Regions from separate parts of the Mus musculus genome. Here regions 1, 2, 4 and 5 are each linked to region 3. Evidence: chromatin contacts called from public ChIA-PET, HiChIP or PLAC-seq and promoter capture Hi-C data. All regions are on one chromosome and are shown on one strand. Each heading gives the region's core, a stretch centred on a gene start, on an enhancer-like site or on the middle of the called end of the contact. The rest is flanking DNA. Distances are from core to core; before and after follow the strand shown. Region 1 overlaps Heatr5a (HEAT repeat containing 5A). Region 2 overlaps Strn3 (striatin, calmodulin binding protein 3). Region 3 holds the start of Scfd1 (Sec1 family domain containing 1). Region 4 overlaps Hectd1 (HECT domain E3 ubiquitin protein ligase 1). Region 5 overlaps Strn3 (striatin, calmodulin binding protein 3).

Region 1 (2,700 bases), core at 143-2,642, 510 kb after region 3:
TCTCCAAGTCTAGTTCTAGCTTCGCATTTTGAAGGACACAGTCCTGTAGCTCTAAGTATTTTCACAATGTGATGAAGGTTCATTACTACTCAATTTATTTAAACTATGTTTACAAGACCTTTTGTTTTGGGAACTGAACCTAGGGCTTTACTCTTGGTAGGTAAGCACGTTCTACTACTGAGCTATATCTCCTCGGAACTCGCCTTCTCTTTTAGCTTTAATTTTGAGATAGAGTTTCACTAAACTGCCCAGGTTGGACTTGAACTCGGGATGTAGGTTGGTCAGTTGCTGTGTGTGCGTGTGTGTATGTGTGTGTGTGATGGCTCCACCTTATTTTCTGTGACATTCTCACTGACTGGCTGGCTGGCTGGCTGGGTGGCTGCCTCATGAACTCTGTGGCTCTGCCTGCTTTTGCCTCTCCCTCTACCGCAGCACTGGGGTTACAGGTACACACGGGCCGCTCAGCTTTTGAGGTCATGCTTGCATGGCAGGAACTTCACCACCGAGCCATCTTCTCACATCCTGTGCTAGACTTTGTTCAAAAGACAAATTTTAACTAGAAATAAAACACACCTACACACATATTTATCTTTTATATGTAATAGTTACATATAATATAGTTACATGATGGAGAAAGCTATAGATCTTCATAAGAAATAGTGTTTATACAAGAACAAACAAAACTCATTATGAGAAGGTCTCCAGGGAAACATTTTCTGATAAGGTGAGACCAGAGTTAACTTTGAAGGAAGAAAACATTAAAAAGCTAGATCAGTGCACTGTTTGCTGGAGAAGCTGGACACAGTGGTGAACACCTGTGATCCTAGCATCCCTATGGCAAGATGGGAGGCGAGTCACCTGGAAGCTTGCAGATCAGAGACCCACATGGAGCACCACAGTGACAGGAGCAAGAGCGAGGCTGCCGCCAAACAAAGTAGCAAGAACCGACTCCCGAAACACTCTTCTCCAACACACACACACACACACACACACACACACACACACACACACACACACACACACACGGTGGCAGAGTGGGCCTACCTGACCCAGAATTAGGTGGCTTATGCTCACAGAAAGTATGCCCACTGCAAACAACAGGATCAGCAGGGAGCCTCTGGCAGGCAGTGGAGTTAGCAGCACCCAGAGAACCCTAGGAGCTAGATGAAAGAACTGAATGGATTTGGTCCCAAACAGGACAGGGCATCCTCATGACAAATTTGTCATATGGAGTCAGAACTGTCCACCAGATACTGCACACTGAAAATGTACAAGTACTACTACTTGATTTAAAATACTGTCAGCTTGATGGTCAGGGCACACTCTCGCATGCTCCAAGCCTGGGCTCCACGCCTAGACCTGGAGTAAGAAGGCAGTCACAGGAAGCGCATTCACCATCACATCTGCTGTTTGTGGCTTTCACTTTCACCTCTTGGTGAAACAAATTATATTAGACTGCAAGACTAATCTTACAGGATTATAAAAAGTACTCAAATGAGAAAATGAATAGCAACTAGGTCAGTCCCCTTCTTCTAGGACAGTGGCTGGCAACCTGGAGGCCATGGCCCCACTGTGGACTGTATATCAGGTATTTACATTATGATTCACAGCAGTAGCAAGTCAGTTATGAAGTAGCAAGGAAGCAGTTCTACGGCTGGGGTCACCCAACCGAGGAAGTGACTGAGAGGCACGGCTCTAGGTCCTACGCACAGCACAGCATACCTTCAGGAGAGCACACTGCAGGAAGCTCACACAGCACAGCATACCTTCAGGAGAGCACACTGCAGGAAGCTCACACAGCACAGCATACCTTCAGGAGTGCACACTGCAGGAAGCTCACACAGCACAGCATACCTTCAGGAGAGCACACTGCAGGAAGCTCAGCAAGGATGGCCAGGGCAGCCGCCACCAGTCTACTTCCCTCCTCCAACAGGGTCTTCGGCTTTGAAGCCTTTCCTCCTGGGCTACCTGCCAGCTTAGGGTTCAGTTCTGGGAGCTGTCTAACGAGGATGCAGACACAGAGTTCCAGGGTTGCAAAGACCAAAGACTTCCCAGGTACGAGTCCTCCTGTGTCCTTCCCTTCACCAAACTCTGGCAGGGTTTCCTTCTCAGAGGCTCCATCATCAACTGAAACACAGAGGGAACAGTGCTTAAGAAATACTTGCTGCTTGCTTGGCTCCAAGTAGGTGGCAATTCCAGACAATGCATTTAGTGGCTAAGTCCTAGGTGTGAAAAGCTTAAGGAAAAAGCAGCTCTGAAGTTAAAGTTGTTTTTACTATGAGTTCTCATTACAGTGGGTTAAAAATAAAATTCTTGTAATCTTTTCAGCCTTAAAATAGTGCCCGATCAAACTCATCTCTGTGCTGTTATAAGTGAGAATCTGACAGCAGCAGCTCCAACAGCGACTCTGTCATCTTACAGACTGGCAGCGGCTGGGCACAAGGATCAGACTAGACTCTGCCCACCGGCCCCCACATACTGCCCACTTCTGCCCGTTTGCTCTTTAGGTCTGTATTGCCGTCTGCCCTAGTTTCAGCAGTATCCAGATTGTGTGGTTACCCCGAGTAACACTTGTGAAGACAATGACACTGCGCTGCGTTGTGTGGCTGCGGCTGCGCCTAGGGGAACAGCGCTTGCCCACTGCATACAGAGTGTATGACTCTCAGAACTGGAATGAGAAGAGATGCTATGTCACTGAGT
Region 2 (2,700 bases), core at 169-2,668, 260 kb after region 3:
CAACCTCCTTTCTCACACACGTCTTTGTAACTTTCTGACTTGTCATCACTACCACTATTGATTTCGTTTCTGCAGTTAAAACCCTGCATCAAATATTAATAATTCTACAACTTATATAAAGAGGAGAAAAGTTATTTTTACAAAGAATTTTCTTTTAAATTGTTCTTTAATCTTTTTCTCAGCTTTGTTAATCAAGACTCTCATGGTTGTACTAGACTCATTTTTTATAAGATCTTCATGCCCCATTTATTGTCTATCAAATTTGAATACTACCAATTAAATTGGCTTCCAAATTATCACATTTATTCTCCTGCTTCCTTGCTTGGTACTTAGTACTTCATGAATAAGGGCTCCTAACATTGTCTACTTAACCTTATACAAGCTTCATGATGTGCAGGTTTCTATCCCATCCCTTACCTTGACCCAAAACACAAACGTCGTTAACTTTCCGTACAGTGCAAATGATTCTGCTATGCATTCTGCTTTATTTGACTGAATCTGCCCTCTCCAACTCACTCTCACTTTCTCTCTCCCTCTTGCTCGCTCACACACAGGCACACACGCAGACACACATGCAAACACACACATACACACACACATACTCACTCTCTCGGCCTATACAAATCCTATATATTTCTCTAAGCAAATCTATTTCCTCAGAACATATTTTATTAATTTTTTTTCTGCCATAAGAATTTATTATATGTCTGTGTGCCTTAGTAAATACTTATGTGTGGCTTAAGTAAATAATTTTGTTATGATAGCTTATAACAAACATAATAAAAATTCTAAAGCTTTGTTTTAGAAAATATGTAAAAATAAATCCTTAAGTAAGTAGACTTGGAAATACAGAAGGGAGCAGAGATGAATATTAAAGTTATTGCTTAAATTTAGGATGCAGAATGGCATAATGTTATCTTTACATACTTACAGTCAAACATTAGTCTTTAAGTAGCACAATGCCAAGCTTAGGAGAAGATGAAACTTCTCTGCTCTAATACTAGTTTCTCAAAAGCTGTCAAAAGATGAAAGCAGATTTCATAACCAGAGATCATAGTCTCTGCTCTGCAAAATTAATCGGTATATTTACTTAGGTACTGAGGACTGATCATAAGGGCTTGCACATGCTGGGCCACTGCTCTGCCACTGGCTCTATGCCTACCTTTTCAACTGAAAGCTTACTGCATCTTCACATTCATCCTAAACCCAAAGATTCTAAATAATTTAACAGTTTTAAATGCTGACCAATAATGAGAAGACTGGGGTATTGTTAGTATGAGATTATTGTGCCTAATGTTAATACAAATATTCAAAGGCATAGAGGCTCAGGAACTTCCTATAAAAACATCAGCTGAGTTAGGTTTAGGACACACACTTTTAATTCTGGCACTTAAGAGGCTGAGGCAAAGGCATTGGGAGTTTGAGATAAGCCTGGACTATCCAGCTGGTTCCAGATCAGCCTGGACTGTACAGTGAGGTTCTATTTAAAAACAGGTAACACAAATACAATAAAAATATTCCTTCAGTTCTTAAGTATTGCAGGAATTTAAAAGAAATATTTTTCTGTACGTGTCGTGGCTTACACTTGTAGTCCTAGCACTCTGGAGATAGAAATAGGAAGAATAAAGAGTTTCAAGCCAGCCTAAGCTATAAAAAAAAAAAAAAAAAAAAAAAAAAAAAAAACCTCTGCTTTATAAGAGGGGAGTAGAGGGGGTAGATTTTTAACTTTTAAGAGAGAAACACTACTATGAACTATAAAACACAATACTTCTATCTCTTAACTGTGACTTTCAGATTTTACATAAATGTACATTCCTCTAAACAGACTGCAGCACGATGGAAAACATCAATAAGCTGACAACTGTTATCTACATCCATTTACTCACTCAAACTTTATCTTCCTTTACACAGCACTTACAGTACTTTCTCCAAATCTAAAACTAACATTTTTCATTTCTTAAATGTGGTCTTTGCTAATTGACATTTTGTTTAGCAAGACTAATGACTAGGAGGCAAACAGTTTTATCTTCTGACTACCACTGTAATTAAAATAAACTTTTCACATTGTTAGAAATAATCTATGTCTTGAAATCACACACACACACAAATGCATACAAAAAAAAAAAAGCAAGAGAAAAAAATGAAATTAATGAAATATGCAGAACCTAAACTGGCAACATTTTGAACTTGGATTTTATCCCTGATATAAGTAGTGACTATGTCTCAAGCTGTCGTTGGGAGTCAACTTCATAACCTGACCTCAAAGTTCAGGAAATGAGTCCTTGCAGGCTAGCTTTAAAAAAAAAAAAAAAAAAAAGAGCAAAAGCAAGTTTCTTTCAACATGGCAACTGTTGTCTTAAATAAATGTGATACTACAATATTGAAGAAAAATAAGCAGAACTACAAAGTGAGTCTATGGATTAAAAACTGCACTGTACTCTTGAGAGTATCTTTCTGACTGGAGATGAAAACAATTAAAAGGATAGGGAGGGAGGGAGCAACCCAGCACAGGATTAGCTGGTCCATTCGAAAACTGTACCTTAGATGGGTAGGAGGAGCGGAAGTAAAGCTAGTTAGACAGAGGAGAAGATGAAAAGAAGGGACAAGTACTGACCTAAGATTAAAACAAACAAACAAACAAACCAACCACAAAACATTGGCTTGTTTACATTTTTAATCCAGGATCTCAAGTAGTCTAAG
Region 3 (2,700 bases), core at 146-2,645:
GCCTCATACTGAACCCCTTCCCTATTTCCAGGATTGTCTTAAACAAGTAGTCCATTTACGAGGCTGATGTTATTAAAGTGGGTAAGATCCAAAATCTTTACTCTTCTTGTCTGAGAGCTCCTTGAACTCAAGAAACAAACTGTTTTTAGCAAATTTTCTAAGATAAAACTATCCCTTGATGTTCAATTATTTAAACCAAAAAATCTGGAGTTAAACAGCTACAATAAATCTAACTCTGAAGTCATGATTTTTATTCTTATAATCAACATTAATATCATTCTTGGTCGTAGCTTTGCAGGACTGTTCTATATAGTTACTCTTCTAATGAATATATATATCTTTATGTTTACTCCCCACATTACACCATTGGACAGAAACATGCACACTGTATAAATGTCTTAGTATTTTATGATAATGTGCCTTATAGTCTTGGAAGGAGTTAGTATGGAACTTAAATGGTCAAATGACAAATTTGTACTTAAAAGTGGGGATTCTCAGGTGAGTAAGATTAAACTCACTGGAAGGTGGGAAAGCCATTCTGCTCAAGAGTCCATGGACACCAGAATTGAGATACTTCCCCTAGGGCACAAACTGGTAGTTATAGATAACCTGTTGTAACTTTATAAAAATAGGTATCTACATCTGTCAAATGTGTTTTTATTGTAAAAAAAATGCAATCTTGATTTTAAAAAATAAGATAAATTATTTGTATAATTTTGAAAGCCAAATTTTTGAAAGTATGATTTCATTTCAGAATCTGACTGCCTGAGAATTAATCCATAATGCAGTGTCATCGGTGGGTTCATTGATTGGTAATAAGTTGTCATTGTATATATTTTTGACATTAATAAAATCTATTATGAAAATGGTCGATGTGAGATTTATTTCATAATCACAGGGCTCTAAATGTACCAAACCTGGCTGTGATCATCCGGATTCTGCTCACAATCATTTGTTTTTTTAATTTGCACTACTGAGAGGAAATTCTGCCATTTGGCTTTTCTGTGATTTTATACCCTAGCAGGCCAAAGCCCTTTCCTGAAGAAATCAAACGGAATAAATTACCACGCTTGTAGTTTCCCCCCCCCCTCCCCCCCCAGAGGAAAGAGGGAAGGGACACTACTGTTATGGAAATCAAGAAAACGCAATTTCTGGCGTCTCATTTGGCCTTGTAAATTTTTATGAGGATTTAAACTTGATGAGAAGTGCACTATCAATTAGATTGTAAGCGCTCCACCACGCCCATGCCCTGAGAAGCGGTTTAAGAGTAGCGACCTCGGGAGGTTCGCCCCGATTAGTTAGAAACGCTGCTGGGAAATCTGCAAACACCAATGTCTGTGAGGAAAGGCGAGGGCTGGGACCGGGGAGGCGGGCCGGCTGCCGCCATAGCCCGCCTCCTGGTTCTGCTTCCGGCGCGGGAGGTAGGGCCACGTCATCTTCGGGCTCCCAGTGCCAGCCGGGCAGTGGATGGTGGGAAGCAAGATGGCGGCCACGGCCAGCATTCGGGAGAGGCAAACAGGTACTCGGTATTTCCTTCTCTGCAGTGTGTGCCTCAGCAGCGGCCTGTCATCATCTCTGGGTTGTTCGTACAGCTCGGAGTTGAGCTTTGAGAGCTGCTCCGTTTTGAGGTTGTGGGGAAGAGATGCCTGTAAGCTTCACAGCCTTTACCACAGGCTGCTTGCTACAGTGCTAGCTACTTATTTTTTAATTGCCGAGTTTTAGAAGGCCATCAGGGCAAGGACCAGCAGCTGGTGTTTTCTTTCCTGTCTTGTCACTTAACGAGGTCTATAGGTTTGTGTTCGTATTTCAAGTCTCCCAGGTCGGTTTGGTTTTCACTTTCAGTTTTAGGGTTTTTTTTAAAAAAACCTGTTTTTGACACTTGAGCCATGATTACAAAATCTAAGTATTCTTTTCCGAGCACCTTACTTTATGCCATCATCTTTGGACCCTTTGGGAGAAGCTGATGGAAAATGCCAGGTGATAAAGCTGGAAGAGACTTCGGAATGTCAAATCAAATTAACAGCGTCCTCTTTCAGTTGTTCCACAGATAATAATCTTAAAATATAGAACAGTTGTATCTTAAGTAGAGCATATTTGTACACCCATTTATAAAGTAAAAATTTAAAGATACATATTTCTTCCCTTGGTTTTAGTTTAGTTTTTTTTTTTTTTTTACATGTGAGATACACCTGATTTTCCTTATTTTCAGTAAACTCTAGAAACTTAATGTATGTATATTGGCCCCAGAATAATTACCTATACGTATATCATATATAATGTGATATGTATAAATCAGAACTGACTTACATATACTACTTATCTAGTAACTCCCAAAGAGAATAGAAATCGTCCATAAGCGATAAAGAACTTTAATTCTCTTGAACCTATGCTTATTTGTATGAAAAACAATTGGTTACAAGCAATACAACATAGCAATAGAATTTGAACTGTGCCTGATTCCTTCCCTTGTGTTAAAAAAAAAAAAAGATAGATTTGAATGTAGCATACTTAACAGAAAACATACTGAGTTCTACATTTCTCAGTAGGTAATTTAGTAAAACGGTAAAGCATAACTTAAAATATGGTAAGCAAATATTATTTGAGAATGCTTGATAATTAATTTTATTTGCAAGCAAACAGAAGCCCAAGTTCTCTTAGAAGTTTGGGTATAATATCTTTTTCTTTGTTTGTTTGTTTGTT
Region 4 (2,700 bases), core at 147-2,646, 390 kb after region 3:
TGCGTTAGGTTTATGCTCATGAAAGCTTTAGAGAGACTTATGTTACTCTCATCCTTCTAACTAGCAGTCTTCCATGGTCCGTCAGTGTCAGGCACAGAGAAGAGGGATTCCATCACCTAACACAGCCAACAGCCTCAACATTTTACTCCCTTTCACATGGCAAACTCACAGCCCTATTTAGATCACCGCAGTCCAGAACTAAAGTGAAAAGCTGGAGAGACGGCTCAACAGTTGAGAGCACTTGTTCTTGCCAAGGTCATGAGTTCAGTCCCCAGCAGTCATGCTGAGCAGGTCACAGTCACCTGTAACTCTAGTTTCTAGGGACCTGACGTCCTGTTCTGGATTCCAATACCCATATTCAGATGTGCATACATAAGCTCTTCTTTGAAAGTATCAAAAATATTTTTTTAAAAGAACAGAGGGCAGAAGATACAGTTCAAGGACAGAGGGTTCTCCTAACCTGTGAGTCCTGGGTTTGATTTCTAGTATTGCCAAAGGGGAGACAATAAACATGATCAAGGCTATGTGGTAAAAAAATAAAAAATATTTCAACTCATCTTGACAGGAAGACAACTGTTTTGGAAGTAATTACTTTAAAGAACAAACCTAAGGCGATCCACAGCAATACTAGGTTGTATATTTATGTTTATGAGAAAGAAAAAGTTGTAACTGTTAGACAAAGCGTATAACTTATCATGATCACCCTATAGTGGAATATTTGGCAGTAATTCCAAATGTTGTAGAAACACATCAAACAATGGGATATATTTTCAAATACACTGAGGAAAAGAAATAGCTAAAGGACACAATTCCCTTTAGCTTAAACAAGCAAACAAACCCCATACACACAGGTATGTACCTGATCAGGTTGGAAGGTAGGTACTCTACTTGTTTTATTAATTTTTTTTCTAAAAACCTGGGTCCTCAGTAGGACCGACAACCACACTAACCCCTGAGCCATCTTCCTAGCCCCTATAATCAGATAATTTTTTAATCTTCTCTACATCATGGAGTTTTTCCATTTTATACAAAGACATTATTTTATATAAAAGGTTGAAAATATATAAGGATGGACGTGGTGTGCAGACCTTTAATCCCAGCACTCAGGAGGCAGAGACAGGTGAATTTAAAGCCAGCCAGGTTTACATAGTGAGTTCTAAACCAGCTAAGGCTACAAAGTAAGACCTTACCTCAAATTCCATTCCTCATCAAGAATTCCAGGAAAAATGCACCATGTTAATGGATCCAGTTGGATGGATGGATTGTATAGTTAATAAACTTTGATCTGTAACTTACCATATAAGGAGTATTCTGCTTCCTGGCCTGTGTCACTCTCACTAGAGGTTGATGTGAGGCTGGTGGTTAAAGTATTACTTAATGATTGACCCACTGATAAAACTGTGGTTGCCGTAGCTACATTGCTGCTGCTCGTAACACTCGATGTTGACATTGTCACTGTTGATGTAGTACCAGGTGTGGTCAAATTAGGGAAACTCTGAGCACCCATAAGTGGAGAAGCTAAAAATAAAAATGAAGCAAATCAGTTAAATACGCAGTATTGAAGGAACCTTTAAAAAAAAAAAAATCAAGATAAAATATTTTTTTAATTTCATGAAACACATTAATAATGAAAACATTGAAAAGCAACAACTTTGGGAACCGAACTGAAAACCAACTAAAACTTACTGTTTTTAAAAACACAATTACTGCCGGGCGGTGGTGGTGCACGCCTTTAATCCCAGCACTTGGGAGGCAGAGGCAGGTGGATTTCTGAGTTCGAGGCCAGCCTGGTCTACAAAGTGAGTCCCAGGACAGCCAGGGCTACACAGAGAAACCCTGTCTTGAAAACAAAAAAAAAAAAAAAAAAAATAAAAAAAGAAAAAAGGAAAAAAAAAGTCCATAATTACCTTTTAAAGCCTAGCTTTTACAAAAAATAAGCAACAGGATTAATTTTATTGTAATTTTATGGGAATCACTTGGCCCCATTAGTAACTTAAAATTAGAGTTAGCTAGCGTTTGGAAGCTATAGTGAATACAGGGGCTGAGTGAGAGGCGTGCCGTGGGAACTAGTCAGCTAATCTGTCGTGTAGTTTTGTGTAGCCGTCTCTTATAAAATGCAAGCTAGTCTCAAGTCCTGAACTACTGTAGGTTCTTCAGACCCTGACTTCATAGTTCCCAAGTGCTGCATCTGAGAGGGCAGTCTGTCTGACGTGGCTAGCCTCAGCTCCCTCACAGGAAGTACTGGACCCCAGAAGGAAAGCTCACTTACTTGCGGTGCTCATCACGTTCCTCCCCAAAGTGTTAGTGTTGTTGTCACTGCTGCTTCGGCTTAGGTTCATGTTGTTGGTGGCATTAGTCCGTGCTATGTTTGCCACTCTCCTGACAAAGCTCTCCAAGCTAGATGTCTCTCTTGAGGACAGGTTAGGTACACTCGCACTGGAGCTCATAGGGGCCCCGGCTGCCAACAGAGAGCTCACCGACAGTCTGTTACTTGCCGAAGAGCTAAGGGGTCGTTGTGAAGCTGCTTCCTTATTGGTTAATTCAGATACCGAACTAACATCAGGAGAGCTAACGCTAACAATCCCCATGGATATCGCACTAGACTCCCCAGGAGCTCGAACAGAACTATCAGGGCCTAACTTCCTTTCCGCATTTTCACTTCCCGTTTCCGCTGTTAGGGTGCTGGTGCTTGCACTGGAA
Region 5 (2,700 bases), core at 2-2,501, 300 kb after region 3:
AGGTTACACAGAGAAATCCTGTCGCAAAAAAACAAAAGCATGGAGTCTAACTCATAGGAAGCAGCCTGTTCCAGTTCAAATTATAGAACAGCATCATAAAACGTCTCCCTCCAGGACCCAGCCTGGCAATCTGGTATACACACTACCCACAAGCCAGACTGATCACCTTCAATGTGAAAGAAATGTTCTCATATATCAGCATGCATACAAGAGAAAAGACCTACATCTGCTATCAAAAGCAACCTTCCTCATGGTAGTCCAAGGAATTCAGAATATGGGTCTGAGGGGGAAAGTAGCAACAAAATTGTAGCACATGAAACAAGAACCCTGGATTTAGCTAGTGCTTGGGGGGTAAGAGGCAGTTCTCCAAAGCGAGCTTTGGGACAGCCAGAACAACAAAGAAAACCTGCCCCTTGTAACCAAGATTAGACAGACAGACAGACAACCACATGATTTACAAACAGATGGTAGATTCCAATTCACATTCCAATGCTAACACTTAGAACTGACCTTAGGCAAATTATCTTGCTATACCAGTATAATACTAATACTCAGAAAACATGAGAGTTTATCTGTAAAATTACAATTCAAAAGAATAGATTTGGAGCCATGAATACACACCTGTAATCTCAGAACCTGGGAGGCAGAGGCAGAGGCAGAAGGGAATAAATTAGGTCAGACTCAACTATATAGCAAGTTTGAGGCACTCAAGGAAAGAGAAGAAAAAAAGAAGGAATGGGAAAATGGAGAAGGGGAAAGGTATAGTTTTAACCTCTTAAATCTTACTTTTAATATGGGTTTTAAAACCTTTTAACCTCCTTTTTAGCCCATCACCCCCAGAGGTAGTGGAAAAGAAAGGTTATTAGGGTACAGGGAAGCAGACTGTTTAGAAATTTTTTTTGGAGCAAATATCATCTGTGTTTTCAGGAAATCAGTAGTTTAGTTCACAGGTCAGCAGTATTATACTTTACAAATATACCAGTGGTCTAGTTTGGTAGTGTCAGGATAGCACACACGAATCATCAGAGATAGCATGACTTAACAGAAATAGCCAGGCCTTAGCAGAACCAGCACAAGCCAGCAGGAGGGACCAGAACCACCAGGGATGCCAGGAGGGTTTTTTAGGCATATTTTTCTCAACAAAGCGGAGATCAGTGAAGACGACCAAGAAGCCAAACCCCTCTCCCCACCACTGTCTGCTGAGTCTTATTTATACTCCCTCCAATCATCATGAGTCTTCCACGGGTCTTGACTCAGTTTGCATCAGCTGACATCACTCTGCCAATCAGCCCAAATCCACTGAAGCTGTAGAAACCTCTCATGAAGCTTCCTGGTGCATTTCTCTCTATGGAGTCATGACAAATGGAATTCAACAATACATAAGGCAAACCACACGTGTGTCCTTTCACATATGCCCTTTAAATCCATCATATGCCCTTTCACATGCTTGCTTTAGAAAAATATCCTATCCCCTTTGTCTGCTTCAGGAAAACATTTCTTAATGTGTTTGCCCCAGCAAAATACCATCCGACAGAACTGACTTTCCAAAGAAACCAGAAGTTTCCATCTCAGAAAGGGAAAGGAGAAAAAAATAGAAAGAGAAGGAGTAAAGAGAAAGAAATGTAAATGTGGTAAGAGGAGTTTCTGCACAACTTTTTTCCTGGGCCAATGAACCAAGAGGTGAAGAGAAATGTCAGCAAATGGAAGTGTAAGAGCTCTCAATGAACACTGTGGGAGCAGGTACTGTGATTCATAAGGGCTATGGGGGGGCTACAGGGGTAGACATGGAGGATCCTTTAACTTACAAAGAAATCACAGGATGTAGTGTTTAAAAAATAGCAGACACTATGACCAAACTGCCTACAATTGTCATAGCATAGACAAGGCCACCTGTAACTGCACTAGAAAAGGAAGGACCTGAAGCACAGCATTACTATAGTGAGATGGTTGAGGCTGGAGCGACAGGTCCATGTCTTCCAGAAGACCTGCGATCCATTCCCAGCATACAATTTCCTGAAAATACAATTTCTGAGGATTTAACTTGTGCTTCTGGCCTAGGCAGGCACTGCATACACATGGTACACAGACATGCAAACCAGACACCAATATACATAAAATAAATTTTAAAAACTAAAAATGTATTTCAAGCACCTGCCATAATATTAAAGTTCTATTAGTTGTGTACAAATGTCGCAATTTCCACACCTTTACCAACACTTGATATTTTGTTGGGTTTGTGTTGGGATTAGGAGTTGAACTCCTGAGCCTCACACATAGTAGGCAAGTACTCCACCAAAGAGGTATATATAGCCAACTCTTTTGTATTTTTTATCTTGAGAGTGTTATCAAAATTGCCCAGGATAGCCTTGAACTTATTCTTTTGCCTCACCTTCCCTAGAAAATGGATTATACACAACTAGGCTCAACTCACTGAGGTTTTGTTTTGCACTGGAATTTAGACGTAGGGCCACCCTGTCTGACCTTTTCTTTCCTTTTTCTTCACTTCCTGACTAAAATACACTTCTAGCTATCTGTCATTCTTTCATTTCACTGAGTCTGGTAAATAGCCTTTTCTGCTCTACACCTCTCACATGCTGTTCCCCATACATGAAAGAATTCTCCCACTTGGCCTACTCTTCAGGTCAAAGCTTAGCTGTCCTTTTCTCTGGGAATCTATTATCAAAACCACGAGTATAAATG

What was found. Promoter capture Hi-C pulls out the DNA fragments that hold promoters and counts their contacts. ChIA-PET counts read pairs in DNA pulled down with a chosen protein or histone mark. HiChIP or PLAC-seq counts read pairs in DNA pulled down with a chosen protein or histone mark.
Region 1: an RNA polymerase II ChIA-PET map of memory CD8 T cells shows a contact between it and region 3, with 25 read pairs. The contact joins the enhancer-like site here to the promoter of Scfd1 in region 3. A contact is called at or near these places in 6 of 39 promoter capture datasets (the C10 cell line, the HPC-7 cell line, hematopoietic stem and progenitor cells and 2 more), 2 of 484 Hi-C or Micro-C datasets (the G1E-ER4 cell line and LSK cells), 2 of 115 datasets of contacts at active chromatin or transcription factors (effector CD8 T cells and memory CD8 T cells) and 3 of 9 other capture datasets (adipose tissue, liver and pancreatic islet).
Region 2: a contact with region 3 is called in a promoter capture Hi-C map of second pharyngeal arch cranial neural crest, with 2.7 times the contacts expected there. The contact joins the enhancer-like site here to the promoter of Scfd1 in region 3. A contact is called at or near these places in 11 of 39 promoter capture datasets (the C10 cell line, the HPC-7 cell line, HPC-7-derived erythroid cells and 6 more), 2 of 115 datasets of contacts at active chromatin or transcription factors (the 230-238 cell line and trophoblast stem cells) and 4 of 9 other capture datasets (adipose tissue, embryonic stem cells, liver and 1 more).
Region 4: a contact with region 3 is called in a promoter capture Hi-C map of cranial neural crest. The contact joins the enhancer-like site here to the promoter of Scfd1 in region 3. A contact is called at or near these places in 15 of 39 promoter capture datasets (the C10 cell line, the HPC-7 cell line, HPC-7-derived erythroid cells and 9 more), 11 of 484 Hi-C or Micro-C datasets (CD8 T cells, DN3 thymocytes, LSK cells and 5 more), 4 of 115 datasets of contacts at active chromatin or transcription factors (the SCID.adh cell line, cardiomyocytes, memory CD8 T cells and 1 more) and 2 of 9 other capture datasets (adipose tissue and liver).
Region 5: an H3K27ac HiChIP or PLAC-seq map of epiblast stem cells shows a contact between it and region 3, with 2.4 times the contacts expected there. The contact joins the enhancer-like site here to the promoter of Scfd1 in region 3. A contact is called at or near these places in 12 of 39 promoter capture datasets (the 3T3-L1 cell line, 3T3-L1-derived adipocytes, the C10 cell line and 10 more), 2 of 484 Hi-C or Micro-C datasets (B cells and CD4 T cells), 2 of 115 datasets of contacts at active chromatin or transcription factors (bone marrow-derived macrophages and epiblast stem cells) and 4 of 9 other capture datasets (adipose tissue, embryonic stem cells, liver and 1 more).

The regions. Positions count from the first base shown.
Region 1 is chr12:51,886,144-51,888,843 of GRCm38.p6, forward strand. It overlaps Heatr5a (HEAT repeat containing 5A), which reads right to left. Exons shown (of 36, transcript NM_177171.4): 32 at 1,855-2,127. Among named protein-coding and RNA genes, the nearest start is that of Gm34894, 36 kb to the left of the region's middle. Within about 2 kb of position 1,393, at least 99 of the 459 cell types and tissues checked have an H3K27ac peak or open chromatin away from gene starts, as enhancers often do. A contact at or near this core is called in LSK cells, effector CD8 T cells, hematopoietic stem and progenitor cells and 2 more, where this site is marked.
Region 2 is chr12:51,635,018-51,637,717 of GRCm38.p6, forward strand. All of the region lies in intron 8 of Strn3 (striatin, calmodulin binding protein 3), which reads right to left. Among named protein-coding and RNA genes, the nearest start is that of Coch, 43 kb to the left of the region's middle. Within about 2 kb of position 1,419, at least 6 of the 459 cell types and tissues checked have an H3K27ac peak or open chromatin away from gene starts, as enhancers often do.
Region 3 is chr12:51,376,118-51,378,817 of GRCm38.p6, forward strand. Scfd1 (Sec1 family domain containing 1) reads left to right here and starts at 1,396. Exons shown (of 25, transcript NM_029825.3): 1 at 1,396-1,519. The coding sequence starts at 1,468. It overlaps G2e3 (G2/M-phase specific E3 ubiquitin ligase), which reads left to right. Exons shown (of 15, transcript NM_001015099.2): 15 at 1-869.
Region 4 is chr12:51,766,260-51,768,959 of GRCm38.p6, forward strand. Hectd1 (HECT domain E3 ubiquitin protein ligase 1) reads right to left here. Exons shown (of 43, transcript NM_144788.2): 25 at 2,270-2,700; 26 at 1,297-1,518. Among named protein-coding and RNA genes, the nearest start is that of Gm5785, 61 kb to the right of the region's middle. Within about 2 kb of position 1,397, at least 31 of the 459 cell types and tissues checked have an H3K27ac peak or open chromatin away from gene starts, as enhancers often do.
Region 5 is chr12:51,672,425-51,675,124 of GRCm38.p6, forward strand. The region is part of intron 1 of Strn3 (striatin, calmodulin binding protein 3); the gene reads right to left. Among named protein-coding and RNA genes, the nearest start is that of Ap4s1, 17 kb to the right of the region's middle. Within about 2 kb of position 1,252, at least 24 of the 459 cell types and tissues checked have an H3K27ac peak or open chromatin away from gene starts, as enhancers often do. A contact at or near this core is called in epiblast stem cells, where this site is marked.